Regions from separate parts of the Sus scrofa genome. Here all the other regions are linked to region 3. The links are chromatin contacts, called in public Hi-C and HiChIP or PLAC-seq maps. All regions are on one chromosome and are shown on one strand. Each heading gives the region's core, a stretch centred on a gene start, on an enhancer-like site or on the middle of the called end of the contact. The rest is flanking DNA. Distances are from core to core; before and after follow the strand shown. Region 1 has its middle 6.4 kb from the start of MIRLET7A-1. Region 2 has its middle 6.0 kb from the start of MIR100. Region 3 overlaps LOC110255448 (a long non-coding RNA gene).

Evidence for each region. A called contact is a pair of places that touch in the nucleus more often than the background predicts. HiChIP or PLAC-seq counts read pairs in DNA pulled down with a chosen protein or histone mark.
Region 1: a Hi-C map of embryonic fibroblasts shows a contact between it and region 3, with 2.1 times the contacts expected there. The contact joins two enhancer-like sites. A contact is called at or near these places in 2 of 47 Hi-C or Micro-C datasets (embryonic fibroblasts and heart right ventricle) and 1 of 2 datasets of contacts at active chromatin or transcription factors (skeletal muscle).
Region 2: an H3K27ac HiChIP or PLAC-seq map of skeletal muscle shows a contact between it and region 3. The contact joins two enhancer-like sites. A contact is called at or near these places in 2 of 47 Hi-C or Micro-C datasets (embryonic fibroblasts and skeletal muscle) and 1 of 2 datasets of contacts at active chromatin or transcription factors (skeletal muscle).

The regions. Positions count from the first base shown.
Region 1 is chr9:49,143,947-49,148,583 of Sscrofa11.1, reverse strand. No RefSeq gene overlaps it. Among named protein-coding and RNA genes, the nearest start is that of MIRLET7A-1, 6.4 kb to the left of the region's middle. Within about 2 kb of position 2,258, at least 8 of the 83 cell types and tissues checked have an H3K27ac peak or open chromatin away from gene starts, as enhancers often do.
Region 2 is chr9:49,161,830-49,166,178 of Sscrofa11.1, reverse strand. No RefSeq gene overlaps it. Among named protein-coding and RNA genes, the nearest start is that of MIR100, 6.0 kb to the right of the region's middle. Within about 2 kb of position 1,283, at least 24 of the 83 cell types and tissues checked have an H3K27ac peak or open chromatin away from gene starts, as enhancers often do. A contact at or near this core is called in skeletal muscle, where this site is marked.
Region 3 is chr9:48,664,953-48,669,590 of Sscrofa11.1, reverse strand. All of the region lies in intron 1 of LOC110255448 (a long non-coding RNA gene), which reads right to left. Among named protein-coding and RNA genes, the nearest start is that of SORL1, 230 kb to the right of the region's middle. Within about 2 kb of position 2,095, at least 58 of the 83 cell types and tissues checked have an H3K27ac peak or open chromatin away from gene starts, as enhancers often do. A contact at or near this core is called in skeletal muscle, where this site is marked.

The DNA.
Region 1 (4,637 bases), core at 1,009-3,508, 480 kb before region 3:
ATTTCTGTCTAGTTAATGTCTATGAACAGGGTTAAAAGCACCGAATATCATTTTACAGCAGAGATTATCTCAGTGGTGAACAGGAGGGGGATATGGGGGGACATGTGAAATTCACCACCTCCTTCCCTGGTTCCTGTTTGTGCTCTTTCTAAACAAAAATTATGTGCTTCGTGCTCCACCGCCAACTGCAGTATGGAGCACACGAGAGCTTCTGTGGCCCTTCTCAACCCTTTTCCATCAGTCACAGAACTCCCACTGTTCTGTGCTAATGCAAAATGCAATAACGTTTAGCATCAGGACATCTCTGAGTCAAGAGGTTAACGGAAAACACATCTCCCATTGTGTTCCTGCAGCTCTGATACTGTTAATGGTGAAAACACCATGGAGACAAATAGATCTCTCTTTATTCAGGAAGCTTTGAGTGAAGAGAAAATATATATGACATCTTTACAGCATGAGAGCCCTCTCTATATGGTGCATTAAGGAAGGATGGGGGAGGGGACAGGTTGATGTAACATCATGCTTGATATGGCCGGAGTCTTGTCTAGAGGGAGTTTTCTGTTGCCTTCATTTTCTTCCTGAGGCTTTAATAAATTCTGCCAGTTCTGGTAGGAGGGAGTGAGATTTAACCTTTAAACGTACAAATTCAAGGAAAGAGGATTCTTTGAATAAGCATAGTGGAAGGCTTTATGGGGTATTTTCTCAAATATGGCCAGAAAACTTTATATAGATATGCATAAATTTATATAGCTGCCTCTTTCTTTCCTATCCTATTCTTGGGCATCCTCCCTTTCTCTGTTGTGTCTTTAGAAACTATGGACCAACACATTTGTGAAAGGGACCCAAGGCAAGACAAACCACCGCCAACAAAAATACATTATGATTATGCTAAGATTTTTCCTTAAACATTACCTTGAAGTAGACTGGATGTTCTGTGAGGTCATAGAAGGATCATTATGGTCTTACTACCCATTGGCTTGAGGGTATCCCTTAGTCAAGGTCACTTCTTCCTGGAGAACGTTAAAAAGAAAACTCGTTTTATAGTTTCTCAATTGCGATCGGAAGCTGAAAGTGGGGTGTTCTGTCCTTTAGGAACTGAAGACTTTTCACTCTGGTAAAAGATAGGGATCAGGAATCCATTTTGGAAGGGGTATCTGCACAGTTTAGATGAACCTCACAGTTACCAATTTTTTTATGTTATGCATAATTTTTGAAGCATTTGGAGGATGTACGTTGTTGATGACCACTGCACTGGCTTTCAGGGGAGAGGGAAGGAGGGCAACTGTGGGGATTTGCATTCAGCTTTCACATGGAACTGGACACCCTTAGACTTGTTTCAAACCAGGCTGATGGACTTCGATACTAGTACTTAATTGTTGATTCGTTGGCATCAAGGGCAGCCAAGTTTCATGTATATAAGTTCATCAAGTCCAGGAAAAAGGGAAAGGGCTTTCAGAATGACTCATTGTTTAATGAACAAGGGCCTCAGGTGATCTGTGGTTGCCATTTTAAAATTTGAGGAAAATGTATAGGCTTCAAATCATAACTTGAATTCCAGATTGGGGCAGATCATGCTCAGTGATGAGGCTGCAGCATTCCAGCAGTATGTTGTTTCTGGTCAGCTGCTAATAACCAACTTCAAAGCATAAACGGGCCACTCATGATATGCGTTCTGAATCCTCAAGGGTTTAAGAGTCTTTAATCTATTTGTAGCTTTTTGTTACTGTATAATGAAGTGCTGCTAATATACTAGAATGAATACGCAAAACACATATTAAATCAAGCATAATTCGAGGAGAATATATCCCCAAAGACTGAACAGAAAGGTGCAGGATGAATTTAAGAGAAGTAAACTTTTATTTGATTGGGGGGAGTAAACTTTTTATTACCTTCCATGGCCTGGAAGCAGAGTTTTCTTGTTAATATAGCTTTTAACAAAATTGCCATTTATGAGATACATGAATGACCACTTTAAAAATAAAGATTATATTTTGCCTAAGGCTAAGATTGTTCTAAATGCAGTACAATATTTCTCCAGGATTTATAAATTACTCTGACTCCTGTATGCTTCAAGATCAGCATTATAAAGCGGAATTTGTGTTGCATAGTCAGTTGACATGTAGAAGTGCCGATTGCAGACCTCAGCTTGGCAGAATACTGGTTAAATTAGATTTTACCGTTAATGTTCTACAGCTTAAGCTGGAAACTCATGTTAATACTGACTGTGATCTCATCTAATGGAAAGGTGCCAAATACTCTGTCACAAGTGAAGCACTACTCTTAACCAAGCTACCAAAATATTTAGTTCTTAATACAGTGTATATGTTACCCTGTGAACTTAGGTGGTTCTAAATTTAGCCAGTCCTCTTGGCAGTTCTCTGCCTTTCCAGATCTTCCCTTTACCTTTTTTCCATCCTGTTTTGTGCCTTCAGAAATTGACCGCCATGGGCTGTCTCAATAACCCCTTTTGCCTTCTGGCTTCTGCACCTTTGGCCAAAGGAAGGCCCCAAGAGAGGAGACCAAGAGAAAGTGGAGAGAGAACTTAGAGCTGACTCCTCCTGCAGGCCATGGGGCTGACCTGGCTTCATTCCATACTGAAGATGGTGGCCACCTCTGCAAATCTCAATTCTCTCTTCACCTTCTGATAGCATCCCTCTCCTTGTTCTCTCAGACTTACGTGGGTGGTGACTCCCTCTCTTGTCAGTCCTTGGATACCTCCCCATTTCTTCCTAGCATCTCTTAACTCTGTCCAGTCTTTGCAGATAATCTTTTCACAAAGCTTCCCTCAGCTTCCCCATCAGAGTGCGCCATTTTCCCGTCTGGATTCTGATTTTCTAGCTAAGTCAATACAAGCTAGGTGACAGAAATCAGTCACCTACTTTCCATCTCGTGTGGGAGATGAGGGATGGGGGAGTGGATACTCATCTCTTCCTCTATACTTTAAGCTCTGGAAGGGCAGCGACCATGTCTAATACCACCTTTATAATTCTCGACAACACCTGCAAAGGGCTTAGCTCATGGTACGTGCTCAGTGGACATGGAGAATCTTACTAAGTTCTTCTGAAATCCTTGAACTTGTCATTGGCTTAGATGGAATGTAAGCTCTGAGGAAGTAGACTTCAAGAAGACCAGGATGACATCTTTTTTTTTTTTTCAAACAGCATTTTTAATATAGTCTCATGTGACACATATATACCCACAATGGAAATACGACTCAATAAAAATAGAAAATTTACTTCATGGGCTAGGTTGATTTCTATTTAGTAGATGGGAAGTAATTCTATGTAAAATATTAAGCTCTAACTATATTTTACATTACCAACCCATCTGCTATTATTTGTTAGTTTTTCCTATTTATGCTATTTTCACTATATTTATTTACATGGCTTTTACCTCTTTAGTAGTAATAATTTTTTTCCGGATATAATCTTGGTAGAGGGAACACATACCTATTGTGGTTGAAATAGGATTGAAGAACTGCAGAATAAAAAGAATAGTTACCAGAAAAAGTATCTTCTCTATTTCTTTGTGGTTCATGTGCTGATTGGCTCTTTGATTTTCACTATAAAGTCAAACCTCTCCATACTTTGTTTCGAAATTATTTCCAATTCTATGAAATGTAGCCAGTGGAAATGGAAAACACTTTGATTCATAAAGTAGTAGGTTGTTGTATTCTACTGTATTCACTTCCTACTTGGTATAAATCAATGTTTTAATATCTAATTGCTCTAAAACTTGTGAAAATATATTAGAAAAAACTGTTAGGAAGAACTTGCCTTTTGACTTTTTTTTGCTGAAAGGAAACTGCCTGGCTAGTTCAAAGAACAGATTCCTCCCTGTTCATATTTTGCAAACAAGATCATTTCTTCAACAAATGGAGGCAGTGGAAACATTATCAACTCAGATAAGTTAAACTTTGTGTCTCCCTGATAAGTGAAACTGTTTAATGATAATTTTACTAGTCCACTTGGGAAGTGACCAAAGCACTCTTAGATAAGTTAAAAACCGAAAAAGCATGGAAAATATTTTTGCCAACTGTTTCTTCTTGGGCTCTTGGCAAAGATCAACAATTACGTTCCCTATCTGGGGACTATCTTTTGTGGGCCAGACCGGATGATCTAATAGGTCTTTATAATCTCCAAATACTGTGACTTTTATCCCCAAGTGAACTACATAGTTTATTTACATAGAAACACACTCACAGGCTTAAGGAAATGCAGTATGACTAATGGTAAGGAAAATGAGCCAGGATGACTCAAGTGACTTTTTTTTTTTCTAAATAGGATAAGTAAATTAAAATCATAGACATTCTTTCTAGTTCCCCTCTAGCATCTCAATATGTAGATCTTAGATGTCAGAAGTCCCCAGTAGTGAATTAGTCTCCTGCCACCAGCAAATTATAAATGTATTGCCCTGTTAAATCAGTAAACCTGGGCTGTACTTATTAAGAAAGCTCTTGGATGAGGATTTGGTTTAATTGTTGTTTTAATTTCACATTCTGTCCCGGGCACATGGGAAATTTAAAATGTTGAGCATGATAGAAAAATAAAAATTGCTCAAAAAATATAAGCATGATAAGTAAAGCATAATCACTGTGTATTTCAATTTTATTAAGAATGTGCTTTTGTAGCTTTGGG
Region 2 (4,349 bases), core at 34-2,533, 500 kb before region 3:
CAGGGCTCAGTCTTTCTCCGCGAATGGCAGGAGCAGGCCTCCGTCTTGCTAGCTTCAGGGTTGCCCGGCTGCCTGGTTTCAACTGAGGCAGCACAGCTTGCTTTAGCTTTGAAGTGTGAAAACCAAATACCGGTTGGCAGAGGGAAGAGATGGGAGCTGCATAACCGTCTCGGAGCACGAAGAAACACACTCAGCGCTACTGAACGTCGAAACTTTTCCTGTCCCCTTACCCATCCCTCATCCCACCCCCACCCCTGAAAACTGTGACAACAGTAGCAGGCCTGGTTGGCTGGCTGTTCTGTAGTGGCTGGTGGGCAGATGCTGTGAGCGTCTTAAATATGAGAAGGGACCGAGCAGACACTTCCCCTCCAGCTGTCTGGTCTGTGTCCTCCTAACCTGCCCGAGACAGGCAGGGGCACACACTCACACACGCACACGCACACGGAAGCCTGACTTTGGTTTGTCCCAGCACCCTGAACAGTGATTTAGGCTACTGGATTGTCTATCCCTTCTGTGTCCTAGGGAAGATTTTAGAAATTCTCATACAGGAGGCTGAGAAAGGAAAATATTGGTTCCTACAGTACAAACATCTCCGTCCTGAAAGAAAATGTTAATTTTCCCCTAAATCAAATGTTGACATGCATCAGCTGCCGCTGAAGGTGTGTCGCTGTGGGAGAAGAACGCCACGCCGGAGTCTGTCCTCGGAAAAGCTAGCTGGTTTAGGATCTAAACAGGTCTGATGTAGAGGTTTTGTGAAGCGTTGCAGGTAGTTTTCAAAAAGCTCATCTCTCTGGGACACCCTCCTGAGCAGGAAGCGGGGGCAGGGTTCCACCCTGTGGGAGGCACCCTTTTCTGCAGAAGTCAGGGTCCCTCCATTGGCATCTGCAGTGATGCCAGGAGATAGAGGGTTTTAACTGGAGATGAGAGGTGGGAGGGGGAGGCTGGCAGAGTGGTGAAAGGACGGACTCCACAGGCAGAGGGAAATTTCCAGCGCTAGATGCTTTCCCTGCCTCTTTCCCCACTGCCCCCAAAGCATACACTTGAAATATTCGTCTTTGTTCAACACCTATGTTTTTAAAATTCCAAATTAAGTTCCCCCACCCACTCTCTCCCTCCAACTAGTCACACACACACACACACACACACACACACACACACACACACACACACCCCCTTTTAACTTGTTAAGTATGAACGATGATGATATATACAACCAGCGTGCTTTGCCAGTCTGCACGGGGAAGGCCAAGATGAATGCAGAAGGTTGGTGCAACGTTGCCGCAGAGCAGCGTGATCAGAATGCAAGATGGAGCCCAGGGGGAAAGGCCAAGAAATATGCCTGCGCTTGGAGTTTACACAAGTCTCCTTAGCAACTTGTCTGAATTTATTTTTCCCTTAATGTGTATGGGTTTCTTCCAAACCCTGAGTGAAACGGTTTCTCCTCCCTGAGGGCGACGCCGTTTAGTGGGTGAGGGAGCCTTTCTCTTCCTCACCAGCTTCTTCCCACCCCTCCCCCTCCCCGTCTAGGTAGCTTGATCCTTCGCATTGTGACTCTGTGGATGGTTGGTAGCTTTCCAGAAATTCACGTCTCAGTGGGGGAACGGTGGGGCCTGTTTCCGATGGCCACAGCTGTGCGGATTTCTGCCGCAGCCTCCTGCTCGCCGTGCCTGCTCTCGTGCGTGGCAGCCGTGTAAATGTGCCTGTTTATATGCCCGTGTGCTGTAAATGAGGGGAGACTGGACCGTTTCTTTTTCTGTCTTGCTCTTCTCTCTCTCTTTCATCACCCCAACACACACACACACACATGCATGCACGATCCTATCATTCTAATTAGAAGATGGATATAAAGCTGTTAGGAAAAAAACCTGACTTCTGGGAATCTGATCTGTTGGATTTATGTGACTGGGCTTGCTTCAGGGGAGACAGCCATAAATACTGCAGCGGTTTTCCCTAAAATTGCTTTACCTTGAAATAACTCTAGGGGAGTACGGTGGCTGCCTCGTTGGAGCCGACATTGAATACAAATCTTAATATTTCTTTTTGCCCCCTCCCCTTTTAGAGTCAGGGACAAAAGGAAAAAAGAAACCTAGCCAGAAAACGTTAAGGTTTGACTTTGGCTTTTTTTTTTTTTACAAACAGATGTTGCTTGTCATACTGTTGTTGTTAGGCAGGTACCAGATTGGACCAAGTGGTGGGGGGGGGTGTGTGTGTGTGAGAGAGAGACTGTGAGAACGAGATGGGGAGAGGAGGAGAGTGGGAGCGCTGGGTGTGGGTAGGAGGCTGGAAGACAAAAACTGATCGGTTTGGGGAAAAGTTGAGAGCAGGAAGTGGGTAATACAGATTAATACCTTTTTTCCTTTCCAAACTTCAATTCGATGGTAAATAAATACAATCGTATTCTATCTGGTGGGTTTTGGTTGTTCCAAAGGAAGGGGGAAATGTGGAAAGCCGTTGACAGGGAGAGCCAGCCCTGGAGGAGAAAAGCGAAGGTCTCCTGGGGTGCGAGGCAGAGAGGGGGCTGCTAGGCTGTTCAGGTGCTCCCCCAGGTGAATCTGCCCTGGAGTAAGGAGGGTCTCTGTTGCAACTGAACTCAGTTGCTTGTGTTTGATGGTTGCTGCTTTTTGTAGGTAGCCTTGTGGAGGTTCCTGGCTCTTTTGTACTTTTCCCAGAGTAAGAATCTCATCGTTAGATGGCCAGGGTTCTAAGGAAGTACGGACTCTTTACCTACTGTGTGTTTCCCTCTTTGCAGGATCCAAATGGTCTAATCCTCATTTTCCCTCCAGCCACCCCGAACCCTCACTTAATTTACAGCTTTCTAATCTGATTGTGGTGGGCTTTCTCAAGAGTAAAACATAGCTTTGAACATCACAAGTGTTAAAGTTGCCCGGCATATAGAAGGCTTTGTGTGGTGTATCATTTGCTTATATTCAAGAAATGACAGACCTCTGATTTTTCTAAAAGCATGTGTCTCATGTTTCCGTATCAGAATCAGGGTCTTCTGCATTGAAAAAAAAAAAAGAAAAAGTTTGGTTCTTTTCAAAGCCTTTTGGGCTTTATTAACAATATAGCTAGAAAGGAAGTTGTAGGCTAGCATCCTGGTTTGCATTTTAAGAAGGAAGAAAAATTGTCATCCTGAGCAAACTTAATGCTTTCAAAAGTGAAAGTGGTCTCCTCAGCCAGCTGCACGCAGAACAACTTGTTACAGGCAGCCTCTCTCTCTTTTGTTTCCCCGGGTGTGTCAAAAGCAAATTTGCCTCCAACTTCTCACTCTTATATAGTTGATCCCTGTTATACATCTGTGGTGAATGAACACTTAAGTGGGTTTAAGATTGTTTTTAAATTACCAAAAAAGGGAAAAAAAAAAAAAAAAACCAGCCTACCACTCAAATCATCTGAGGGCATCTCTTGTTTTTTGTCCAACCTGTTTTATTCTGTCGTGCCATTTTTCATGTCTTTGTTCTTCAGTCGACCTAGCCACACATTCATTTTTCATTTTACATAATATATTTGTATTTTTTAATCCGGGGGGTATATGGAAGGAAGGTTGTAAATGTCAATTCCTACTTTTCCCTTTGCCTGAAAGGAGGTCGAAAACCATGGCATTGCCTCGCCAGCCTCCTCCCTCCCCTGCTCCCTTCTGGTCAGCTTTTCCTGGGTGGAGAAGAATTCATTCTACCTAAGCTAGCTGGCTCTGGTGCCCGAAGCCTCTGCCCGGGTTGCTTGAGAGATGCGCCCACGCTGGGGGCTGGTGTCCTGGTGGCAGCGTCGCAGGTGGATAAAACGTGCCATGACGCATGGCACCCAGGAATTCCTCTTGGAGCTGCCCTTGCTGGAGGTGCCTCTTTTGTTGAGGTGATTGGATCTTTCTACAGAGAGCAGGGGCTGCAGAGGGTGAGCGGAAAGACCTCTGGAGAACTGAAAAGCCACGGGGGGACCAAGACTAGCTCTGTCCCCTGCTTCCTGATGTCGGATTAATGCCGGGCATAGGTCCGAGTTCCCTCTCTCTTTCTTCCCTCCTCTATTCCTCTCTCATTCTCCCTCCTTTCCTCCTCTGTTTCTTTCTCCCTCCCTCTCTCTTCCTTCCTTCCTCTTTCCCCTTTTATTTTTCTCACTTTCCATTCTCTCTTTTCTCTTTCTCTCTGTCTCCTTCCTTCTTTCCTCCCTCCCTTTCTTTCCTTTCTTCTTCCCCCTTCCTTTCTCTCTTTCCCTCTCACTTTCTGTTGAATTCTCTCTCTCCTTCCTTCCTCCTTTCTTTCCTTCTTCCCTCCCTCCCTCCCTCCCTTCCTTCCTCCCCCTCGCTTCCTTTCTCTTTTTCTCTGTCTGTCTCATCACAGGTTGTTCAGCTGATT
Region 3 (4,638 bases), core at 846-3,345:
AGCTTCAATCATCACTGAGGAGCCAGCGGTCTTAACAGAGAAATTCCAGGCTTGCACTTGAACTGCAGTTCAGACCTTGGCTGGACTCCTTAACTTTTTGTACCATGAGGAAGTTGGGATAGAATCACAGTGATTTTTTTTTTAATTTCCATATGTACAGTACAATCACCTGGGGGAGACTAGGGATTCAAATTATGATGTCCATCTCCCACTCCATTTCCGTTCTGATTTCAACATCTGTGGGGTAGTGTCCAGACAATTCCTAAATAGCCAGGGCTGAGAATCCCTGGATCATAGAATCTCCAAAAGCTGATTCTCAGAAGGGAATAAAGGTAGTGTGGCAGTAGAGAGGAATACCAGAATTTCTCAACCACCCTTAAATATACAAAAACCTGGTAAAGCAGCATGCCATAGAAGTTCTCCTGTGGTAAGGGATCTGGGGTTGCCACAGCTGCAATGCAGACTGTAATGGCAGCCCTGGGTTCGATCCCTGGCCCGAAACTTCCACATGCAGGGAAAGTAGCCAAAAAAAGAAAGAAAAAACAGAAAAAAATATCATGAGTATCATGCTCACTTGTTGGGCTGATTTCCCCAAGCTGAGCAACTGCTGGGATCCAGGTGTGGCTCTGACCACTGACAATCAGCATCTCCCCAGCAATCTGTGCATTTTTCAAACTGAGAGAAAAATGACCAGCAGCTTGGACCCCTAAATATTCTGGAAGTGTTCAGCCAACTGTATGGAGGTCCCATCACCCCTCCTGGGTCTAATCCGGGCAGCGCAGTGGCCACTGGAGCAGGCAGGAGGGGAGCAGGGTCCCAACCACATCTAACAAGATGGCCGATCAGCCTGCCTGCCTGACGCCAGCACTAGCCACCAGCCCCCAACACGCAGGACATGAAGCATCTGCCAGGCGGGTGCCGGCTTTTGATCAGCAGCATGTCGAGCCAGAGACCTGCAGGGAAACGGCCAGCCTCCCGGGGCCGGCCGGCTGGAATCTCTCTGTCCCCTTGAGAGAGGGGCTTGAAGGATCTGAACAGATTTAAAAGTGGGGTGCAGGCAGAGGGACGGGGAGCGAATGAGGGCGGCTGTCTCCTAATACCAGGTTACTCCCTCTCCTCTAAGGAAAGCATGACACCCTTTCGGTTCCAGTGATTGGAGCAGGATTCCTTGGCTGCCTTAGCACATGGGGCTACTCTGCTCCTGAGATCTGAGAGTCCTTCAGCCTCTGCTGTAAAACCTGAGACCTCCAGAGCGGGTGCCTGGTTTCCCAGCTATCAAGGCACCAGGGTGTGGCAGTGACCAACTGCAGCAGGGCTGTTTACAAGACACTTGAGGCCCCTGGCCAGAAGCCTTCAGGACGTCCTGCGTTTTCTAACTGGGGCCTTCAGCTGATAGCTTTAGGAAACCCCCATCTGTGTCCTTAGCATGGAGGCTGGGGCTACCCGTCAAAGCCTTGTGTTAAAATACAGGCCCCTCCTCTCAGCCCCCTTCCTGAGCCACCAGGCCAAGTGCAAGCAGAGGTCCAGCCACAGGCAGATAGCATGTGTTTTGTGTCTCACAATAGCAGCTACGTGACTTGAAGGGCTCTTCTCTTAGAAAACCAAATGCCCACCAGTTTTGCTTATTTGCTCTAACCTTCAAAGAGCCCAGAGGTCCTTTCCTAGTTCAACAAATAAATCCAGTTCCATTCTAGCAGACTCTGACCCACAAGTTCTATTGTTACGCCTTCCCTGAATTTCCCCTGTTCCATCCCTCTCAGCACTTCAGCCCCAGGCAGCTAACCCTTCTTTCGTTTGGGGGATAAATCAAACTCTGGGGGTTTTTTTTGTGTGTGGGTTTTTTTTTTTTCCCCCTAATTCTTTCAAAGCGTAAGGAATGTTGACACCCCCTGAAACATGCCTCTGATGTCTGGTTAGACTTCAGACGGCTGTATTTGAACGCGTGCTGACGCAATCGGGCAGATTGGGTTAAACCAAATATTACAATTGCAAGAACTCATCTGGAACTAATAATTTTGAGGCCACCGAAAGTAAAAGGGCCCAGCTTTGGGGCGGCCAGCGGCAGAGGCCAGGCCAGGCCGATGCTGCCACCTGCCGTGGGCGCAGGGAACAGGGCGCGCCGCCCCGGCCTTCCTGTTTTGTTCAGAACGCACTGGCTCCCACGCACACACGTTCCGCAGCCAGCCAGACCAGGGTTATTTTAAAAAGCTAGCACCTCTCCCCAGCCCTCGGTGTAAAGATAGCTGGTCTGGCCGCCCTAGCTTTGCTCTGGGGGGAAAAAAAAAAAAAGACAACCTCCCAATTACAGAGCCAAGGCTGGCTACAAAGGCAGTTGCACTTGGAGCCGGATGAAACATGTGCCCTTGGATTGAACAGATCATGTGTTAGTGGCTCACTTAGGAGAAAGGCTCGTTCAAGGAAGAATTTTTATTTTGTGGGGGATGAAGAGAACGCACAACTCTGGGTTATGTCGGCACACTGCTGAACTGCAAGTCACATGCCAGATCCAGAAATGATGAAAACATCTGTTTTCGCTTTAGACCAGCAAGGCTCTGGCGGTGGGGAGGGGCGAGGGAGGGAAGGGCTGGGTTTGCTCACCAGCGCCATCTGCTGAGCCTGGTGTAGAAGCGCCTGCGTCCCAAGCACAATGCAGGTTGCCACTCACCCCAAGAGGAGGGGAGATCAACAGGTGGGGGGAGCGGGGGTCTCTGCCCCGGTGATCACTCGCCTTGGAGGATAGCCCTGATTTTGCCCTGGGGACTGTGCAATTCCGTATTGCCTCGGAGTGTTCACAACAAAGAGCTTTGTCCCTGGGGACTGCTCTGGGGCAGAGGAGGAGGAGGAGAGGGAGGCAGCAAATGAATTCCCAGGTTGAGAAGGAAGGAGGTAAAGGGGGAGGAGAGTAGCTCGTTGGTGGTTTGCAGACAGTAAAATTTGCTGTTCTTTCTGGCTGAAATCTACCAGAACAAAGAAACAGCACCGTGTCTCTCGGAAAATTCCCAGCTGCACTTCTCCCAGCCTTCCCTCTTGCCTGTTATGGTGGCTTTCACTCTGCATGTGTGAGAATGTTCCAATAGTCACAGAGATCATTCCCGACAGGCCAGGGTGGATTAAGCCTTGAACGTGAAATCCACCCAGCCTCCTATGAATGGAGGGCTGGGGGTGGGTTCTGAACAGGAGCCATCCTGACAGCCAAGCCACTGCCTTTTTTCAATGTTCAGCAAATATTTACTGCCTGCCTGCAAGGTGCCCGGCACTCACTCAGCACAACTATTTGTCATAAAGTTTTAAAAACAATACAAATATGTCAGAGGAAAATGTATGTTTAATGTCAAGTGATAATGACAGCTGTGAGTTTAGAAAGAGTGAGGGGATTCCAGACCCTCAATTGACCTTTTCTCAGTGTTTGGGTGCAATTCTGAGAAGTTTGAATCCCCCAATCATCCCTTGTGTAGTCTAATTCCCTAAATGGCTAGTTTCAGTCACCCTGCTTGAGCCTTGACCTCCATTTCTATAGTCTTAAATCCTTCTCTCCAGTTCCTGGGGAGCTCATTGCCAGAGGAAAACACTGTCAGGGGACCATCCAAACTGCATCCTATCACCCCAAATCTGAATTAGGTGGATCCTAAGCTCAACAGCCAGGCATGATCCCTGAGCAAGAAGCAAAATTCTGAGATATGAACAGAGCTTCCCAACAAAATACAGGTTGTGAGGGCTTAACCTACAGGAGAAAGAGCTTTGGTCAAATGAAAAGATCCAGGCTTGCTGATCTCACTAAGTCTCTTTACCTCCCTTACATGCATCTACTGAACACACCCTCAGCCCTCTGCTGCCTACTTTGGAGGTTCCCAAAAGAGGAAAGTCTGATAATATGACTGGAATCCATCTATCTGCTTCATTTTTTCCCACCTTACCTATAAACTCCCTAGTTCAGAGGGAAACCAAGTTTCTCCATTAGGGCTAAATCTTTCCCATTCTTCTGTTTTATCCCCCACCCCCACCCCCCCAAAAAAAAAATATAGAAAGAGCTGCCCTCTCTCTGGGTCTGGGAATCTTATGAGCATGAGCTATTCTCCTTGCTTTGTTCCCTGCAAATAAACACTGTACTTTCCTTCACTACAACCCGGTGTCAGTAAACTGGCTTGGTTGTGCAGTAGGTGAGTAGACCTGAGTTCAGCAACACTACCATCTAAGGGATGAGTCAGAAAAAGGTTCATGCCCATTTCACGGCTGAACAAATAACGAGAACCAGCTCAGTCCTCACAGACCTTGCCATGCACTAGCTATATCCCGGTAATCATATCTGTTTCTGTAGGACCCAAGTTCTTAAATTGTTAGGACCCAAACTCATCCTCAAAGCTGCCTGCAAGTCAAGGCTGCCCCTGCTCTGGTGGTGGGAAGGTTTCTAGTTCAGGGGAACCATGCAAAGCAATACAATCAACTTTAGTTTTTGCAACAAGAGATTAGAACATGAGACTTTATTTTAGTCTGGTTGGATATTGATCTGCCCTGGAGAATTTTGATGAATTTTCTTTGTTTTATAAACTGAAGAAATCTGACAACGGGCCCCTATTTCTTTTCAGGACTCTTTTCCTTGAATTCTTCTGATTTTTACCTGGTTTTGCAACAGGTCTGTCT